6 separate regions of the Mus musculus genome follow, and all the other regions are linked to region 5. The links are chromatin contacts, called in public Hi-C, HiCAR-type, HiChIP or PLAC-seq and promoter capture Hi-C maps. All regions are on one chromosome and are shown on one strand. Each heading gives the region's core, a stretch centred on a gene start, on an enhancer-like site or on the middle of the called end of the contact. The rest is flanking DNA. Distances are from core to core; before and after follow the strand shown.

What was found. Promoter capture Hi-C pulls out the DNA fragments that hold promoters and counts their contacts. A called contact is a pair of places that touch in the nucleus more often than the background predicts. HiCAR-type assays count read pairs that join an accessible place to other places. HiChIP or PLAC-seq counts read pairs in DNA pulled down with a chosen protein or histone mark.
Region 1: a contact with region 5 is called in a promoter capture Hi-C map of stem cell-derived epiblast-like cells, with 5 times the contacts expected there. The contact joins the enhancer-like site here to the promoter of Cd83 in region 5. A contact is called at or near these places in 6 of 39 promoter capture datasets (the C10 cell line, embryonic stem cells, hippocampal neurons and 2 more), 3 of 484 Hi-C or Micro-C datasets (cortical neurons, muscle stem cells and myocytes), 3 of 115 datasets of contacts at active chromatin or transcription factors (neural tube, stem cell-derived neural progenitor cells and thymic regulatory T cells) and 2 of 9 other capture datasets (embryonic stem cells and liver).
Region 2: a HiCAR-type map of fibro-adipogenic progenitors shows a contact between it and region 5, with 6 times the contacts expected there. The contact joins the enhancer-like site here to the promoter of Cd83 in region 5. A contact is called at or near these places in 7 of 39 promoter capture datasets (embryonic stem cells, hippocampal neurons, liver and 2 more) and 2 of 115 datasets of contacts at active chromatin or transcription factors (embryonic stem cells and fibro-adipogenic progenitors).
Region 3: a promoter capture Hi-C map of liver shows a contact between it and region 5, with 3 times the contacts expected there. The contact joins the promoter of Ranbp9 here to the promoter of Cd83 in region 5. A contact is called at or near these places in 2 of 39 promoter capture datasets (hippocampal neurons and liver), 1 of 484 Hi-C or Micro-C datasets (CD4 T cells) and 2 of 115 datasets of contacts at active chromatin or transcription factors (CD8 T cells and bone marrow-derived dendritic cells).
Region 4: an H3K27ac HiChIP or PLAC-seq map of microglia shows a contact between it and region 5, with 7 times the contacts expected there. The contact joins the promoter of Nol7 here to the promoter of Cd83 in region 5. A contact is called at or near these places in 3 of 115 datasets of contacts at active chromatin or transcription factors (memory CD8 T cells, microglia and thymic regulatory T cells).
Region 6: a contact with region 5 is called in a Hi-C map of Sertoli cells, with 2.8 times the contacts expected there. The contact joins the enhancer-like site here to the promoter of Cd83 in region 5. A contact is called at or near these places in 3 of 39 promoter capture datasets (embryonic stem cells, hippocampal neurons and liver), 3 of 484 Hi-C or Micro-C datasets (Sertoli cells and cortical neurons) and 1 of 115 datasets of contacts at active chromatin or transcription factors (CD8 T cells).

Annotation. Positions count from the first base shown.
Region 1 is chr13:44,292,724-44,295,569 of GRCm38.p6, reverse strand. No RefSeq gene overlaps it. Among named protein-coding and RNA genes, the nearest start is that of Gm29676, 34 kb to the right of the region's middle. Within about 2 kb of position 1,594, at least 53 of the 459 cell types and tissues checked have an H3K27ac peak or open chromatin away from gene starts, as enhancers often do. A contact at or near this core is called in hippocampal neurons, where this site is marked.
Region 2 is chr13:44,158,814-44,161,762 of GRCm38.p6, reverse strand. No RefSeq gene overlaps it. Among named protein-coding and RNA genes, the nearest start is that of Gm33684, 9.7 kb to the right of the region's middle. Within about 2 kb of position 1,677, at least 7 of the 459 cell types and tissues checked have an H3K27ac peak or open chromatin away from gene starts, as enhancers often do. A contact at or near this core is called in fibro-adipogenic progenitors, where this site is marked.
Region 3 is chr13:43,479,597-43,482,497 of GRCm38.p6, reverse strand. Ranbp9 (RAN binding protein 9) reads left to right here and starts at 1,525. Exons shown (of 14, transcript NM_019930.2): 1 at 1,525-2,086. The coding sequence starts at 1,570.
Region 4 is chr13:43,396,953-43,399,809 of GRCm38.p6, reverse strand. It overlaps Nol7 (nucleolar protein 7), which reads right to left and starts at 1,434. Exons shown (of 8, transcript NM_023554.2): 1 at 1,152-1,434; 2 at 1,015-1,075; 3 at 241-299. The coding sequence starts at 1,405.
Region 5 is chr13:43,783,653-43,786,599 of GRCm38.p6, reverse strand. Cd83 (CD83 antigen) reads right to left here and starts at 1,488. Exons shown (of 5, transcript NM_009856.3): 1 at 1,350-1,488; 2 at 1,133-1,254. The coding sequence starts at 1,386.
Region 6 is chr13:44,084,307-44,087,179 of GRCm38.p6, reverse strand. No RefSeq gene overlaps it. Among named protein-coding and RNA genes, the nearest start is that of Gm33630, 14 kb to the left of the region's middle. Within about 2 kb of position 1,314, at least 37 of the 459 cell types and tissues checked have an H3K27ac peak or open chromatin away from gene starts, as enhancers often do. A contact at or near this core is called in Sertoli cells, cortical neurons and hippocampal neurons, where this site is marked.

The DNA of each region.
Region 1 (2,846 bases), core at 345-2,844, 510 kb before region 5:
GTGGTGACTCTCTCTAAAGTTGCCATGTCCAAACGTTTCCATCAGCTGGCTTCCCACAGGATAGCATTAACTCTGAAAGATGCCGTGTTCCCAGTTAGGAATTGGAATCAGGCTTCTACTGGGCATTTGTACTGCTCCCCTTCTGAACTTACCAAGGTGCTCACCAAGGAAGCAGAAAACCCCCACACGTGACACCACCTATTTCCCTAGTCAGATGCAATCTTGCTTCTGGCAGAAACAGAATGTGGCTTCGGCTCTATGTGTTCACCTGATTGCCATTAACAGGTTGCTTAGTCATATATATGACACAGCAAAGCCGTATTAGCTACTTGACTGGCTGGTCACTATGACCAAGTTCCTGACCAGAAGCAATCCATGGCAGGAAGAGTTGCTTTTAGTCCATTGTTTGAGAACTTCTTGACTATCAGGGCAGGAAAGCACAGTGGTGGGTGGCTCTGTGATAACAGAAGCAAGTAGCCAGGACGCCTTACATCTGAGTGGAAGAAGAGGTCTGAATGGTGGACTGTAGCATGCAGTTTTTGCTACCCTGCTTTAAGCCCCAGGCAGACCACTCTACTGGCTCCACCCAGGTTCTTTCAGATCTGTGGATGAAACACAGACACAGACACACACAGACACACACAGACACACACAGACACACACAGACACACAATTGCTCAGTTAACTTTAGTCCCAGCTCAGCATCCTAAATCTGCCCTCAGCTTAGTAATGTTTCTAACCTCCTCCCTGGAGAAGCAGCCTACAGTCTCTGTGTCACCTTTTCTCCTTCTGAAGCATAGCCAAATTCTCCCTTCCTCCCCAGTGACTCTTAACCTGCCTCTGGGGACCCAGAAGTCCTGCCTCTTTCCTTCTGCCCAGCAATTAGCCCCGAGCATCTTTATTGATCATTCACGAACCAATTGGGGAATAGGATCTTAACATCAGAACCACCCTCTACAGTGGAACTTGGCTGGCTTTCTCCTTTTTCCCTTTTCTTGTCTTGGGATTCCAGCCAACGGCATGGTGTTGCCCAGCTTAGGGTGGGCCTTCCTTCCTCAGTTAGATCTTTCTGGAAACGTCCTCATTGACATGACCAAAGATGTACCCCCTCGGTGATGTCAACTTAGTCAAGGTGGCAGTCGGAACGCACCATTCCAGACTGCAACTGAGCACTTGCTGGAAGCCATTGCAAATGAGTCTCTGATCATGCACAGAAACCTGTCTTGCATGAAGCTGTGTGTGCCCCGTATGTGCTCGTTTCTTATGTATGCAGGACATTGACTGGCAACAGAAAGCCAGCGTTGTAGCCCTGTTGAGACCAGAATCCTAGTTCTATAAATCCCCGAGGGGTCCTCCACTGAGATTTAATTTAATTTTTAAGTCTTGGCAAATGGGATGCTGTATGTTTGGGTAGACTCGCATCGTTTAAAAGGTTCTTGCAGTTTAGATCTTGCGTGTAATTTGTTACATTAGCTCTGGGCAAAAATATTTGCTTTTTGGTCCTTTGTGGTTTGGGTTCCTCCTCAATACTGACCTGGCATGCTAGAGAAGGCAGAGCTGTGGAAACGAGCCATGGGGAAGGGGAGGGAGGTGTCGGCGAGCCCGTGCAGTAAAGCTTGTTGCTAATGGCAGCTTGGTAGACTGTAGGAGCGGGCACGTGATTTTCCTGGCTCGCTTGACAGTTCTTGTGTATTTTGGATCTTACCCTGTTGAGAGCAGGAAACCGAAGCAGCTTGGATGAGGCCCTTTAAACTCAAATGGAAGTTGGGAAAATGTTCCTCCCAATACATTAGATTAAGTGAGAGTGGGGATTTTGTTGTTGTTTAAAGTGAAATTCACCCTGTTTTTATGAGTCCTGACAATATAAAGGTTGGCTGTCTTTAACATGAACAGACCCACAATGAGTTATTCTAATTGAGAATTTGGCTATCTTCTTGGATTCTAAACCTGTGAGCACTGGGTAATATTCCACCACTAAGGGCTTACTCCTATATCTGTGGAGACAAGAATGAGGCAGATACCATGCCCCATTTTATTAGAGCAATTACAGAAAAAAAAATCCAGTCCTTCTCCATCATTCATAGTCCAATAATGGAAAATTCTAGAAAGAACTAAAAAAATTTTTTTTTTATTTCACATTGATAGGGATCATATTCTGGGTCTAGTGAATGCCAGGCATTCAACCCCAGATCTATACCCCCCAGGATCAACTTGTAAGCTTTTTCTCCTCTCCTCTCCTCTCCTCTCCTCTCCTCTCCTCTCCTCTCCTCTCCTCTCCTCTCCTCTCCTCTCCTCTCCTCTCCTCTCCTCTCCTCTCCTCCCCTCCCCTCCCCTCCCCTCCCCTCCTCTCCCCTCCCCTTTCCTCCTCTCCTCCTTTTCTTCTTCCTCCTCCTCCTTCTCTCTCTTTCTCTCTCTCCCTCTCTCTTTCTTTTTCTCTTTGAGACAGGGTTTCTCTGCGTTGCTCTAGCTGTCCTGGAACTTGCTCTGTGGAACAGGCTGGCCTTGAACTCAGAGCTTCTCCTGCCTCAGCCTCTCAGTGCTGGGATTAAAGGTATGCACCATGCCCGGCTCAATTCATCAGCTTTGTATTGTGCATTTATTGAGCAGCATAACAAAAATCCCACGTGTCCTGCCTGAGACAGGAAGTCTCCTTTGCTCAGTGTACCCTCTCTGTGTGAGCTTCCTGCCTGATTGCCATTGGGTAGCTGCCTCTGTTCTCACATTCACACTCTAGGTGCTGCAGAGCCTGAGCTCAAATGAGTCTTATTTTACTTAATAATGTTCCCAGAGCACAAGCTAGGGATGTCGGTAATTCAGATATGTCAGCGTTTCCTTCAAGAGAAACT
Region 2 (2,949 bases), core at 428-2,927, 370 kb before region 5:
CCATTATAGCTATGCTCACCTATGTTGACATAAGATTTTTACCATCTTCTCAATTTTTGAGTCCAATGCTCACTTTAAGTTTTTGTGTGGCTATGAGTTTAATTGCTGTCAGCCTTGGGTTGGCTGGATGCTGATAGGTTTAAGGAATGAATCCATTCACTCAGCAAGCAGATCTGGGTTTCTCCTTATCAAGCAAGAGACACTTCTCTATGGTTGGGGCCAGGCGCTCACCTATCAGGATTTGGCCCTGGCTCACACAGTAGAACTCGTTTAAGATCACAGGGAAATGGTTAAGAAATGATTCTACAGTAGCAAGCTATCCTGTGGGTATGACCAGAAGATGCCGTGCTGAGAATCTGAAGAGCTTGACTTCCATTGGACAGGATATCAAGATTCTAAATTTGAAACTTACATTCTCTTGTCTAGAATTTCTGTGTTCCATTCCTTATTCTATAACCAGCCTCTAAGAGACCTCTGTTGGCATCTACCATATAGAGATGCCCAAACCAGGGTGATCTATGACAAGCAGAATGTTGAGAAAGTGATGGTGAACCCCCTTCTAAGCTTAGGCTACAATCATATCATGGCTTTGGTCTTGGCTGGTATGTCTCACTTTGCTTCTTTCTTGGACCATTCTATCCAGGGAACTAAACTTTCAGGTTGTGAGCATCCATCCCTGTGTTAGGTATTGGGTCTACAGACGCTTCAGTTTGGATCCACTTGTGGCACTGTTGAGAGGTGGTAGAACTTTTAGGAGCTTGGGCCCAGTGGAAGGAAGTTATGTTGTTGATGACATACCCTTGAAGAAGATATTGGGATTCTGGCTCCTTCTTTTTCTCTTTGCTTACCAGCTGTCACGAGGTGAGCAGCTTCCTCCAACACACTCTCCACTGTGATTTACAGCCTTACCATAAGTCTCAAGTGTCAGGATCAGGCAGTCAGAGACTGAAACCATGAGCCCAAAGAAACCTTTCCTCCTTTAAATTTTCTTATCTCCTTGCATTTTGTCATAGTAACGCAAAAGTGACTAGTATAATAGAGATGAGAAATACCCCTTCTCTATAAAACAAATTCAGTTGAGACCGGGCAGTGCTGTGAAGCAGATACAATGTAGTTGGAAGATATGGACAAGGCCCCAGGTGGAGCTGACAAGCTGCCTAGCGGATTCAGGAAAGCTACTTTGCTTTAGCTTCAGTTTGCTGAAGATTTGCCTTTTAAACTTTAGGGAGGAAAATAGATTCCTTTGAGGTGACTGGGGAAAAGGGAAAGAGTGGGTCTTCCAGGCAGACAGCTGTGCATATGAGGGAAGGAGATTGGGCTCATTAACAATATAGTGGGAGAAAATAACTTTTTGGAGCTTTCATTTATGGGTCCCACTGAAAACATAAGGAAAGCATGAGAAATGTGTTTTAAATTCTTACAGTTCCTTAAGTTTTAAGTTACGAGTGATCGCTTGAAACTCTTAGACCACTTGAGATCTACACTGTCCAATATGGTAGCCATCAGACACGTGTGGCTGTTCAGTTGATGAACTAGCCCAAATCAAATACGATGGAGTATAAACAACCAAATTTTGAAGACAGACCAAAGAAAAGTAATGTCTCTCATGAGTAACTTTAACACTGAGTTGGGGAGATGACTCAGTAATTTGCTGGCTGTGTAAGCTTTGTCCCCAGTTGTTTTTTCTTTTCTTTTTTTTTTTTTTTAAATCCAGATGTGCTAATACTCCTTGATAATCTCAGTGTTGGGAAAGCAGAGACTCCCAGGGGATCTCTGACCAGCCAGCCTGGATGAATCAAAGAGTCTCAAAAACCAAGATAGATATAATTCTGAAGAAAAACACTCAAGGCTGACCTCTTGCCTACATAAACATGTGCACATGCACGTACATGAACACACACATGCATATCCAAACCTAAGTACATTTTGAAATGCCTTGATGGAAAAGCTCTTAACACTATCATGTGTCAGTGTGGCATTTTTAATATATTAGGTTGCACAGAACGCATCTTTCTGATCAATTTCACCCATTTTCTCTTTTTTTGCAAATGGGCCACTAGGGTGTTTAACGCTCTACCCATGACTGTCCAGTGTGGCTATTTTTGGCTTCCTGCAGCCTAGCACTGGTTAGTTGGCTCTGGCAACATAGAGCAAAAGAGCCACAGGCACCAGTAGCTGTTCCGTCAGATGGATCAAAGGCATGGATGGGAGTGGCAGCCTGTGGGATGCTCTTGCTCACTGAGCTGAGTGGTCCAGGGTGAGGTCTAGGAACAATGTAGCTGGGAGGAGAGGATGTCAAGGTTCAGAATCCAGAGCTGAGTTCCCAGGTGCTGAGCAGCCTCAGACACATAAGCCTAACACAAGCATCTAGATGCCTTGTGGGCAAGAATGTGTCCATCAGGCTGCTTCCTGGACCTGGAACTGTCTCAGTTCAGAACTGTGCAGAGAAGCTCCAGCTTCTGTCTCCCGGCACTTCACGCTTGCCTTTGCTTTTACTTTCCAGGGCTTCCGTTGCCCATGTTCAATTCCAGCCCTAAAATATTAAGTGGAAAATTCCAGAAATAAAGAATCCACAAACTGTAGTAAATTTTATTGCAGTGCATTATCATAATGGTTCTATTTCATTGTTAGTTATTGTAACTCTTGTTATACTTGATTGATAAATCAAAGTTCATCATAAATATGTATATATATGAAATCTCTCTCTCTCTCTGTGTTTGTGTGTGTGTGTAACATTGCTGTTGTGTAGATGTTCTGCTACTCGATTTTCATGATGTTTTTGTTAGAATTAGGGTTTTTTGTTGTTGCTGGTCTTTGGGTTTTTTATTTTGCTTTTGCTTGCTTGTTTGTTTGTTTCATTTTGTTTGTTTGTTTGTTTGTTTGTTAAGGTCTTACTATGTAGGTCAGGTGGTCTAAACTGTATAGCCTCAGTTGACCTTGAACTCATGA
Region 3 (2,901 bases), core at 276-2,775, 300 kb after region 5:
TCCTTTTATTTTAGTATAAACGAAAGTTTTAGTGTTTTTTAAATTCAGTGGCGTCATGTAAACATGCTGTGATTTGTTAAAAAAAATGTAGAGCCGAGGTTAGAGTTATGGGGCATTTTATTACTAATGAACAATGGAGTGTCTAGTGTGGGTAATTTAAGATGGAAATTAGGCAGAAGGACTGCTACAACTGGCTAGGCGCTATGTCCATGGGAGTCTTCGATTAAGTCACCATTGACCCATTCGCTTCAAAAACAAAATAACTAGTTCTCTATTAACCAACCATTCCATGCTTATACGGTCCAATCAGAGCCAGCATATCATCTCCGGAAGCTAACACAGCATCGGAATCTGTACCATGTAGATTATGGGAGTGAAGCCTGATTTTTGCCGGGCTAAGGAAAGGGTAGGTTAAACAAAGGGAAGTGCCGAAAACAGACTAGTAATGCTATGTGGGGGTCAGAGAGCAACACTTGGCAAATTGTGCCACACGGGTTGACCAAGCACTCTACTGAGAATTGCAAAGTAGGAAGTCTCCTTTTTTAAAACTCTGCTGACCTCAGTAAATATTTCCATGTTTAAAAAAAAATGGGCATAATTCTCTGCTACCTAACAAAGAGGCCTATGATGAGAATTAATGAGCTTATAAAATGTTTTGACGTCTGTCTCCAGAAGCCCTTCCTAAACGCTCACACAGTTCGCATTCCTGCCCTTTGACGATCTGCCCGTCTTGATTGGTATTCCTAACGTGGCTGTTTCTCCCCCATTAAGTTCACTCGGACTCCTCATAAATTAATTAATTAACGAGAGGGTCACTCATGAAGCGGGAGACTTCGCCTTCAGAAATGGTTTCCAAGGGCCCTTTATTGACCCGCTAGCTAGGCGGTAAGGCGTTAGAAACCCCGGGCTCAGCTCCCGGCGGCGCAGCAGGGCTCGATTGCTCTCGCCTGGGCGCGCTGCGGCCTCCCGGCGGCTGAGGGGGACGGCCCGTCGAGACGCGACGAGGCCGCCGGTCGGCGCAGCTAGGATCCCGCAGCCACCGGAGGCCCGCGGCCGAACCCGCGCCCGCGTCCTCGCCCGCGCCGGCGAGCCCCAGGCCGCGGAGAAGGCCGTCCGCGCGCGCACCAGGCCCGCCCCTCGCGCCGCGGCCCGCCTCCTCGCCTGGCGCCGCCCGCGCGCAGCGTCTCGCGCCGCCCGCCCGCTCGCTCGCCCGCCGGGAAACAGCCGCGAGAGCAGCGGCCGCCGCGGCCGCTCGCACCTCCTCGCAGTCTCTCTTCCCCGCTTCACCGCGTCGCCCAGGGCCGCGCGCCCTTCCGCCCGCTCCCCTCGCTGTCCCACCGCATCGCTCCCGGTCGCGTGCCCGCCAGCGCCTGGCCAACGCTCCCTCGCGCCCGCCCGCGGTCGGTCTCCTCAACCGCCGCGCTCCGCCGGGCCGCGCGGCCCGCCGCCTGCTTCCGGGGCGGGCGGACTCTGGGCGCCTGGTGCCGGCGGCCGCAGCGACAGCGCCCCCGGGAAGCGCAGGAGGAAGCAGGGACGAGTGGAGGTGCCGCAGGCTGAGTCGCGGCCGGGATGTCCGGGCAGCCGCCGCCACCGCCGCCGCAACAGCAGCCGCCGCCGCCGCCGCCCGCCGCCGGGGCCCCGGGCTCCGGAGTCGCCCTGCCCGCGGCCGCGGCCGCCAGCGCCGGCTCCTCCCCGGCCGGCTCGCCCGGTGGAGGCTTGGGGGCCGCAGCGGCCGCCCTGCTGCTCCACCCGCCGCCGCCGCCGCCGCCTCCCCCGGCCACCGCCGCGCCGCCGCCCCCCGCCTCGGCGGCCGCCCCCGCCACCGCGCCGCCCGGCCTGGCGGTGGGCCCCGGCCCGGCCGCAGGCGTCCCGGTCCCGGGCCTGGCGGCGGGCAGCAGCGCCGCTGCCCCTTTCCCGCACGGCGACTCGGCCCTCAACGAGCAGGAGAAGGAGCTGCAGAGGCGGCTGAAGCGCCTCTACCCGGCTGTGGATGAGCAGGAGACGCCGCTGCCCCGGTCCTGGAGCCCGAAGGACAAGTTCAGCTACATCGGCCTCTCGCAGAACAACCTGCGGGTGCACTACAAAGGTACGGGGCGCGGGGTCCGGCGGAGAGATCGGACGGTGCGGGGCGAGGCTCTGGGCGAGGGAAGGTGAGAGTGGGGTCCCAGGTGGGAAGGAGCTGGGATCCCTAGGCCCGGAGCTGGACGCTTTGAGGGAATCCGGGATGACCAGACACATCGCACCTTCTGATTTCCTGGAGATAAATCTATGGGCCGGAGTTGGGTTACATTGTTCTCCAGGTGGAGGGTCAGGCCATCTCCTCTTACGCAGCAGGGGTGAGAGGCACGATTCCGAGGTACAGTTTCTAATTAAGGGAGAACAGAGATCCACAGGAGGGGGAGGGAGGCGTGATCAGTGGAGGATTTGTCCCAAATTAGGCCAGAGATTGTCTAGGGGGACAAAAGGACAAGGGGCCCAAGTTGGCCATCATTGCACCTTACTGAAAGCAACTGGGAGAGGAACCTCAGGATTCCCTGTTTTCTTCGGGGAGCAGACCCCCCCCCCCTCCGGATTGGAAATGCCCCGTGTTTCCGGGTTGGTGTTACATGAAGTTTTGTTGAAAACAAGGGTTTTAAAACATACCGATTAGCATTTTCAAAAACAAAAAACAAAAAAAAAAAAACCAAAACTGGCTTATATTTTGCACCTGCAGTTAACAAAGTTAACCACCTTAGGCTGCTGCTTTCTCCCATCCCCACTTTTTCCTAGGTTAAAACAAAGCTTTAAGCAAACTGGTTGTATAGAAGATTATAAATGCCAGTAAGGGGTTTTTGAAATGTAGCTCAGATTAATGGCATACGTCAAGTTTAGCTGTGTGGAAGGGGCAAAGAAAAAAATGCA
Region 4 (2,857 bases), core at 185-2,684, 390 kb after region 5:
TGGCAACACGGCTGCTAAACGAAATGAGGAACAGAGAAAGGGGTGGCGGCAGGTAGAGCAAGCTAAAGGAAAGTCTGGGTTTAAGTTCCTGCTGCAACACTAAATGTTCTCAGTCACTTACTTACCATCTATCTTGCTAGACAAAGTTGAGGAACTCCAAAAGCACTGTGTAGCTTTTAAGTTTGGGGAGAATTTCTTAGGGTCTACAGACTTTATGCACGTAGAAACTGCAATACTTACTCGGCCTCTGAAGCTGTAGTTAGCTGCTCTAATACAGCATCTGGAAGCAGCTTTCTTTTCTTTGGGGATAAAGACATTTGATGACAAGTTAAAGTGAGGTACAGGTATGCCTGGAGATAACTTCTAACGTTACTCATTTCGAACAGTCCTGAATTCGGGCCAATCTGTGAATACGTCCCTGCTGCCTCTAAACCGACAACATTAAGACTGGATTTAGAAAGCCCAATACAGGCCGGACATGGTGGCGCACGCCTTTAATCCCAGCACTCAGGAGGCAGAGGCAGGCGGATTTCTGAGTTCGAGGCCAGCCTGGTCTACAAAGTGAGTTCCAGGACAGCCAGGGCTATACAGAGAAACCCTGTCTCGGAAGAAAAAAAAAAAAAAAAAAAAAAAAAAGAAAAGAAAAGAAAGCCCAATACATTCCCTGTCATTTTACCCAAAGTAGCTCAACGTTCAAGTATCCCGGCTACTAACTGAAAGGTATTTAGGTATGGCCACTCGAAATCAGATCTCTGGGGTGCGAAAAAAGAAATCATTAGCTCCAGCCTAGAATTTTAAAAACTCAAGCAAACCTCACCACCTCTGGAAGCCTGTAAGACCTACTGTCAGGGATAGATGAGTGTCAGTGCTTCCACGCCTACTTTGAATTACGGCAGACTCCAAGAAACGCCAATGGCCCTTGCACCTCTCCAGTACCCTATCCTTTAAGGAGCTTTTAGCAAGGGAACTCTAGCCCCGGCCGAGTTTACATAAGCGACAAGTCCCGCGTCCAACCTTCTGTTCGATGAACAGCTCCTCGCGCCGTTTCCTCTTCTCCTTCAACAGCGTTTTATCCCTGGAAGGAAAGGAGTCGGGTCAGCGCCGGCCGAGCCTGGGGAGTCCCGAGGCGCCAACATTCCCGGGCGCTGCACCTGCGAGCACTCGCGCGCACGCGCAGCTCCTCCTCCCGGGCTTCCGCCTGGGCGCTGGCGAAAGTCAGCTCCTCCGGGGCTTCGTCGTCCGCGTCCTCCTCCTCGTCCAGGGGCTCGGCGGCCGCGCCACTGCTAGGCTGCGCGAGCAGCAGGCCGTGCTCCGCCTCCTCCTCCTCCGAGGCCGCCTGGTCCTCGTCCACCATCGCCTCAGCCGGCGCGGGAATACGCGACAAGCGGGGCCGGAGCTGCACCATGGCAAACGGAAAGGCGGCTGTCTGACCCTTGACCCGGAAGCAGCCGTGCGCGGTGCGCGCTCTCTACGCCCTCTGCTGGTTCGGAGGCCGCGAAACGTGCTGAGGCGCGTGCGCGGGAGGGCGGGGCTTTTCATGGCTGAGACGGGGGGGGGGGGTAAGAGGGCGTGGTTTCGTGCTGCTAGGTGTCGCCGCCTTTTTTTTTTTTTTTTTTTTTTTTTCTCCCCCAGGTTGCTTAGATCTATGGAACAGAGGCAAGGGTATAATAAATAACGAAATAAATGACCATCGTTGCTTGTGAGATGCATCCCTGTATGTATTGTGTACGACCCACCCCCATCACCACCCCCACCCCCTCCAACCCTTGCAATCCTCTGCCCATATATTTTTTGGGAATACATGGCCCACGTGATGTCTTTTACCAGCTATACAGTAGGAAATGATTCTTCATTCCCTAATCTATCCGTGCACTTGGATGAGCTGTCCTCTCTGATATGTGTTCCCCTACGCAGAACGGTTGACTTTCAACGTCCCACCCAGAGACCATGGCATGTTTAGTTACACTATTCTCTAAATACTCAAGTCACCTGGCTGTTGCTTCTACCATTCTAAAGTCATTGATTTCTAATGTCACACTATATGTTCGACAAATGGTTAGTTAACATATATACTTCCTACTTCTAAACCTTATCCCCCCCCCCCTCTTGTTTAGAAGCAGTTTCCAATTTAAAAAGAACAAATAAGTGTGGATAAAAAGATCAAAACAAGGCCTGTAGGTGGTGGTGCATGCCTTTCATCCTAGTGGTGCGGGGCAGAGGCAGGAGGAACTCTTGTGAGTCTAGGCCAGCCTGGTCTATGGAGTGAGTTCCAGGAAAGCCAAGGCTACACAGAGAAACCCTGTCTCAGAAACAAAACAAAACAAGAACTGCTAGAGACATCGTAGGCAGAGAAGGATGGGGAGGGTGGCTCTGAAACGTCTGGGCTCGGTCAGATAGAAAATACAAATGAAAAACATTCTCTGAGTCCGGCAGAGTAGTGCACGCCTGAAATCCCAGCACTCGGGAAGCCGAAGCAAGAACATCTTAAAGTCTGGGCCAGCCTGAACTAAAGTGAAACCTATTGCAAGAAAACAAATGTTTGCATCAGCAGACCCCTACAGTAACTAGCATTGAGAGAGGTTAAACTGAAGCCCGGTGACAACCTACCAAAAGCATGTGATGGTCCATACGTGTAGATGCCGCATTAAAGTGTCACAGAGGGCAGGAGAGACGGCTCGGCAGTTAAGAGAACTTCAACTTACTGCTTGCTCTTCCAGAGAACCTTAGTTCAGTTTCTAGTACCTATGTCAAGCAGCACACAACCACTTTTTTTTGTTGTTTTGTTTTGTTTTGTTTTTCGAGACAGGGTTTCTCTGTGTAGCCCTAGCAGTCCTGGAACTCACTTTGTAGACCAGGC
Region 5 (2,947 bases), core at 239-2,738:
GGGAAGTCATTATCTTTGGGGAATTAACACTTCAGTTGGTTGAGTTGTTTGGGTTTTGCTTTGATGCTTAGTATTTCAAACCTTCGGACTTTGTGTGTGTTGGGCAAGCCTTGCACCGCTGAGCTGCCACCCTCCTTCCCCCCAGGCCAGACAAGTGGCTAAAGTGGGTAAACACACCACCACACACATACACATACACACACACACTTCCCATTCTGCCTCGCACGTTTAAACTTCTCATAACATCATTCTTTGTGGGAAGAAGGCAGTCCCGTGTTTCTTGAAAACTGAGAGCATACAGAGGCTTCCTCCTCAGAGCCACCCCCGGGGGGGATTTAATTCATGTTGCCTTCAGATGGAGGTGGCCTCTCTCAGAACCTCGCTGAAAGCCGAGGTGCAAAGGAACCTCGCTGAAAGCCGAGGTGCAAAGGCCGGCTCTATTAAATTACAGCAGCTGGGCTTTAAAATACCAGAGGAATTACAATGTTGGAGTCTGAGGGCTCTCACTGAAAGGAAACCTTTCAAATGTCTTGCTGCGTGCAACTCAATTTCCCACCACAGAAGCAGAGATGCGGTCTCTCCTGTTTGGGCCTCGGGCTCCAGCACATTTCTAAGGAAATCTTCATTCTTGGCCAGACCCGACCCCTCAGAGGCTTCCATGAAGAAGCAAGGTGGCAGACGAGCCAATAGCGAGCCTTAGCTGAAAAGAGATGATCGCTCCTAACTACCTCTTGTGGCCAGCCTAAGCCACCTGAGACCCTCTTTGAGATGGTGCCATGGTCACAAGGCACAAGAAATCAGGAGTCTAGGGACATGCTCCCGGTCCCATGCCCAAATCTAGGCCCATGTTGCTTTCACTGCAGCTCTCTGGCTGCACCCACAGGTGCCCTGTAACATGGATCCAATCCCTTGGAAACCTCTGGTGGGATCATTCACGCCAAGCCGCTTTTGATCATGATCTGTATCCTAACATAAGGGAGCGTGGGCCATGGATGCGGATGAAGGGAGGTGGGAGAAAATGGGGTATCAGAATGGTTGGAGTGCCCAATCCAGGGCCCCTGGAGACCCGGTCTCTCACGTGCCTGTTTCCACTGTCCCTGCAAGGGACCGCGCAAACCCCAGTGGAGCTTACCTTGGCCCAGGACACTGCATAGGAGAGCTGCGGGTCCCAGGGCGCTGTGCAAGGCAAGTCGGCGGTCTCGGAGCAAGCCACCGTCACCTCCCGCATCGCCATCGCGGGTGCCAGGCTGCAGGCTACAAGAGAGAGGGGGGAGAAACAGAGCGGCGTAAGCAAGGCCACCGAGGCGGGGTCGCGGGTAGCACCGAGCGATCGGGCTTGGGGGCCGTACCGCAGCCTAGAAACAGGAGCTGGAGGCCTTGCGACATGGCTGGAGCGCTGCGACACTGTCCGGGCCGGCCCCCTGGGCGCGCGCCGTGCTCTTGTACCCGCGCTTGGGACTTCCCCGCGCGCCGGCCCCGGGGACTCCCCAGTCGGAGGAGGCGGGTAGCCTGGTCCCCGCCCCGCGCGCGTCCCCAAGTCCGCGTTGCTGCTGCGGCTGGCCAGCGGCAACAAGCAGCTCCGCGGAACCGCCCCGCGCCCTGAGGCTTCGGAAGCCGCGATGGCACGCGCCACCCCAGCTAGATGACCCTCAAACCCATCGAGTGGGTCATGCAGATTCAGATAGGGTGGGCAGCTTCCTCTGAAACCCAGGGCTGTGGCGACCTGCTACTCTCCAGATTTTGTGATAGGGACAGACACCCTAGGCTTCCTGAGAAGTGGCAAACGCCTGCAGTCCTTGGCTTGCTGCCTTCTTTCGGGTTATCGCTCGGCCTTGTTTACGTTGTTTGAGCAAGGGAGATCTTTTTATACTAAAGCATTAATTACACACATGCTCATAAGTCTTTTAGAAAACAATGTCTAAAAGAATCTTGAGTCCATCTGCTTTGCATCTGCTCCCCAAGGCTCAGGGACCAGGGGGAAGACAGGACAGAAAGATTTTAAGTGCCAGAGATCTGGAAGGAGAACGGTGTCTGCTGGACATGACTCTGAAGTCACAGGAGCAGTGATGATTTTCACATGCTCAAGGCAGGCAACCTTTCAGCATACTGGGGGAAGGGATTCACAATTGCCCACCCCTAACTGGGGAGCTATGGATAGTTGGCGGCTATGGAGGAGGGAGACCACCCTCCCCCCACAGGTCAATCATTCTCCAGTGGACGCCCACATCCAGAAGTGTATGGCCATCTCAAATTAGATTTTTCTTTTAAATAGATCAAATCACCTCTAATTCCCAGAAGCAACCCCACTTAACATTTTGGTGTACTGACTATTCTATGTCTGTACCCTTATACAGCATTCTAATACTGTTCCCTTCCCATTATCTTTTTCATCCTGTGTTAGCTTAGTTTAACAGTTTACGAGCAGTTTCACAATACTAAAAATAGTTTCAGCAACTGCTTGGTGGCTGTGCCATATTCCATTGGGCCACAAATTAGAGCCCATTAGGTAGTGTTGGGCACTTGGATGGCTTTTTTACTTTATTATTTTTTCCTTCAGATATGAAGGCATTTTGTTTTTACCAAGTCCACCCCCCACCTCCCCAACTCCAACTCCTCCCAGATCCCTCCCTCCATCTCCCTCCCAAGTTCATGTTCTCTCTCAATCTCTCATATATATTACATATATACATATATATACACATATGCATATGCAAATATACATATATACATCATATAATCATTATACATCATATATACATCATATGCACGTATACATGTACATATATACATATACATCACATGTACATATTTATCATATATACATTTATACATCATATATACATTATATATACACACACACACATATCCTAGCAAATCCAATTGGTCCTGCCCATTGCATGTGAGGGTAGGTCTGTGCATTGTAGCATGGCAACCTATCAGGGGTCCC
Region 6 (2,873 bases), core at 65-2,564, 300 kb before region 5:
ATGACACTAACAACCTGGAGATGATGAAGAAGAAAGTGTGGCGTGTGTAGGAGCTACCCCAAGAGAATCAGTCCCCAGAAGAGACGAGCTAACAAGGTGAGGACATATGACTCACAGCACTGTCTCCTAATTCTAAAGGAAGGGGAGACTGGCACCAGGCCAGGAGACAGAAAAGGCATGGAAGAAAAAACTAATTTGGAGCAGGCGAGATGAGTGTTTTCTGGCTTATTTAAAAACACAGATATAGAATCTGACTGCCAGATGGGACTGCTGAGGGAGCTGGAATGTCAACAATGGAGTCAACCATGCTGAAGCATGAAAGGATCTATTTTGACAGTAGGGAGGCCAAAGCCATGGAGAGAATGATGCTCAGTGGATCGGGTGGGTGCATCTCCAACTCTGTATTTTATTTCCATTTCAATTTCTTGGAGGCAATGGCTGAGGGTATTAGCTTGGCCCTGTATTAAGGGAAAAAGATCACTACTGGTTCCTTCAAACAACTTCAAGGCTAACTGGGAGAATAAGTCAAACAGAGAGCTGATTAACAGATAGACAAGCTTCCAGTGTGAATTTGCTGAGTGTCAATTGTAGGGTGAGCACTGAGGTCACACACCTGGGCTTGAGGAACAGAAGCAGCCCATGCCTCCCTAGAGCCTCCATTGTAACAGTCACTTAAATGTGGGGAGTATGGGGAGATGCGTCATGAAGGGCCTCCGCTCTTCTTGAAAATTCCGTGGCAGATGGGAGAGATCAGCAGGGCAGCTGTGGTGTAATGGGAAACTCATGGGATTGCAAGCTTTATGTTCTCTTAGCAGTCTCCTTGCTCTGTGACCTTTGGCAAGTCCCTGAACCACCTTGAGGATGCTTCGCCACACCCTGCTCTCTTGTCTGCAGAGAGGTGACAAGGGCATTTGCTTTTTTATCATAATGATGCTGTCTCTGTGGGAATGTGAGCTAAGGGGTTGCTGGAGGGAGGATGAACGGTAAGTCATTGTAGTGTAGAGAGCTTTGAGTTTTATGCTGTTGGCCAAATGGAAACAGAGAACCCCACTGTGGGGTAATTCTCAAGAGATAAGAATGCCTCCCGGATACAAGTGTGGGAATACATTAAAGAGACAAAACCAGAAGATATGCTAACAAGAAAAAGCTAGAGGGAAGAATACTGCCTATTCACATCATCATGTGGCAGAGCCTAGAACTCAAGGCTAGCAATACTCCCTGGCTTCTCCGGGAATGTGACATCATGTGCTCTGTGATGTTTATTGCATGGCATTCCAGGAATGAAACACAGAGCCACGTCCAAGGTCAAAAAGCCTAGAAGACAGTCCTTTGTTTAATTCTAACTCTCTCTATAAACAGTGACCTAATGTGATGATGTCTCAGTCTGGTCAGGCATCCCTGACCTCCACACCTCCCTCTCTTTACTCCCTCCTTCTACCCTGAGTCAAACTGTCTGGCCTTTGTCTCACATATGGGCTTTGCAAATGAGCACGAGTGATTCGTGAGCTCAGCTAGCTGGAAAGGAGCAAAAGCATGCCAGCAAAGCAAACACTCCAGCCAAGCCATCATCCTCTGCAGGAGGGGAGTCACCTCCTTTTGTCTCAGGGTGCACTGTTGAAGAAGGGAACACAAGGATGAAGCAAAGGACTCAACTGCGCAGTGGTTGACCAGTTGTCTTGAAGACAGCTTTGCTTTAACCCAGTCCCAGCTATAGAGGTGATTTATGTTTTCTCCTTCATTCTATGGTCTCTGTTTGCTTTCTGCAAGTTCAGGATCTTATGAATGCCATGTGAGGCAGGGGTATGAGTCCATAGTTTGTGGATCCTGGTTTCATCACTCTGTCAGGCTACCATAAAGGTCAAGTTCTATTTCTTTTTATAAGAGATGGCACCTCTGAGGACGCAGAGACGTGAGATGGCCTTGCTGATCATTCACATACAAACTCAGAAGCTGAGCAACTCAGCGGAGTCACATTCGTGGAAGATGAATTCTGACTAGAAACCAGTGATGGACAGACATGAGATAGAGGACAGATGAAAAGTCTTGTTTGAGTGTGATGGGGTGAAAGATATGGGTTAAAATGTCCTCACATATGTTGACTGAGAAGCATCCACCTAGGTTGACAGTCAGGTAATATACTCTGGAAAGTGCCAAGCAGTACATAACCTGTGATCCTCCGGTGCAGTTACTTGCCTGTGCCATGGGGCAAAAGCAGCCAGGGCAGCTGGTGAGTAGGTGGGCATGATTGTGGGCATGATTGTGTTCCCATAAAAGGTGCCTTACAGGATCAGGTGGCAACTGGGTTTTCGTTCTCTAGCCTCATCTAGATCTAGAAGCACACATTCCTCTTGAGTTCTACAATGACACCCCTACCCCCTGCCCATTTAGCTATGATGTCCTGGCAAGGAGGCCAGTTTGACTCTCTGGTACTCTTCTTTTTGCCTCCCTTTCCTTATTCCTTTGTATTCCTTTATTATTCTATGATCCATTGCTCCTTGCACACACACATACACATACATACATACATATCCACATGCACCCACACACACCACACATGCACACATGCACCTGCTGTTGGCACATGTCTATTTGAACAGAGAAATGTCCTAAGGTGAGGCCAGCAGGGATGGTGGTTTTCTTAGCAAATTCCTCCAGTATCAGGGGTGGGAGAGGTTGATGTGGCAGGTGCTGAAACCCACCCTTGTCTGTCAGGTCACAGGGTGGTTAAGGCCATTCTTTTCTCTCATTTCTCTTCAACAAAATCTCCCTTTTCTCCACCTCTCTCTTTCCAGCATCTAATAATCTGAATATTGACTCTTCTACACTCTTCTCTAAAGTTCTTTGATTTCTGTTTATATTTTCTGTCACTTTAA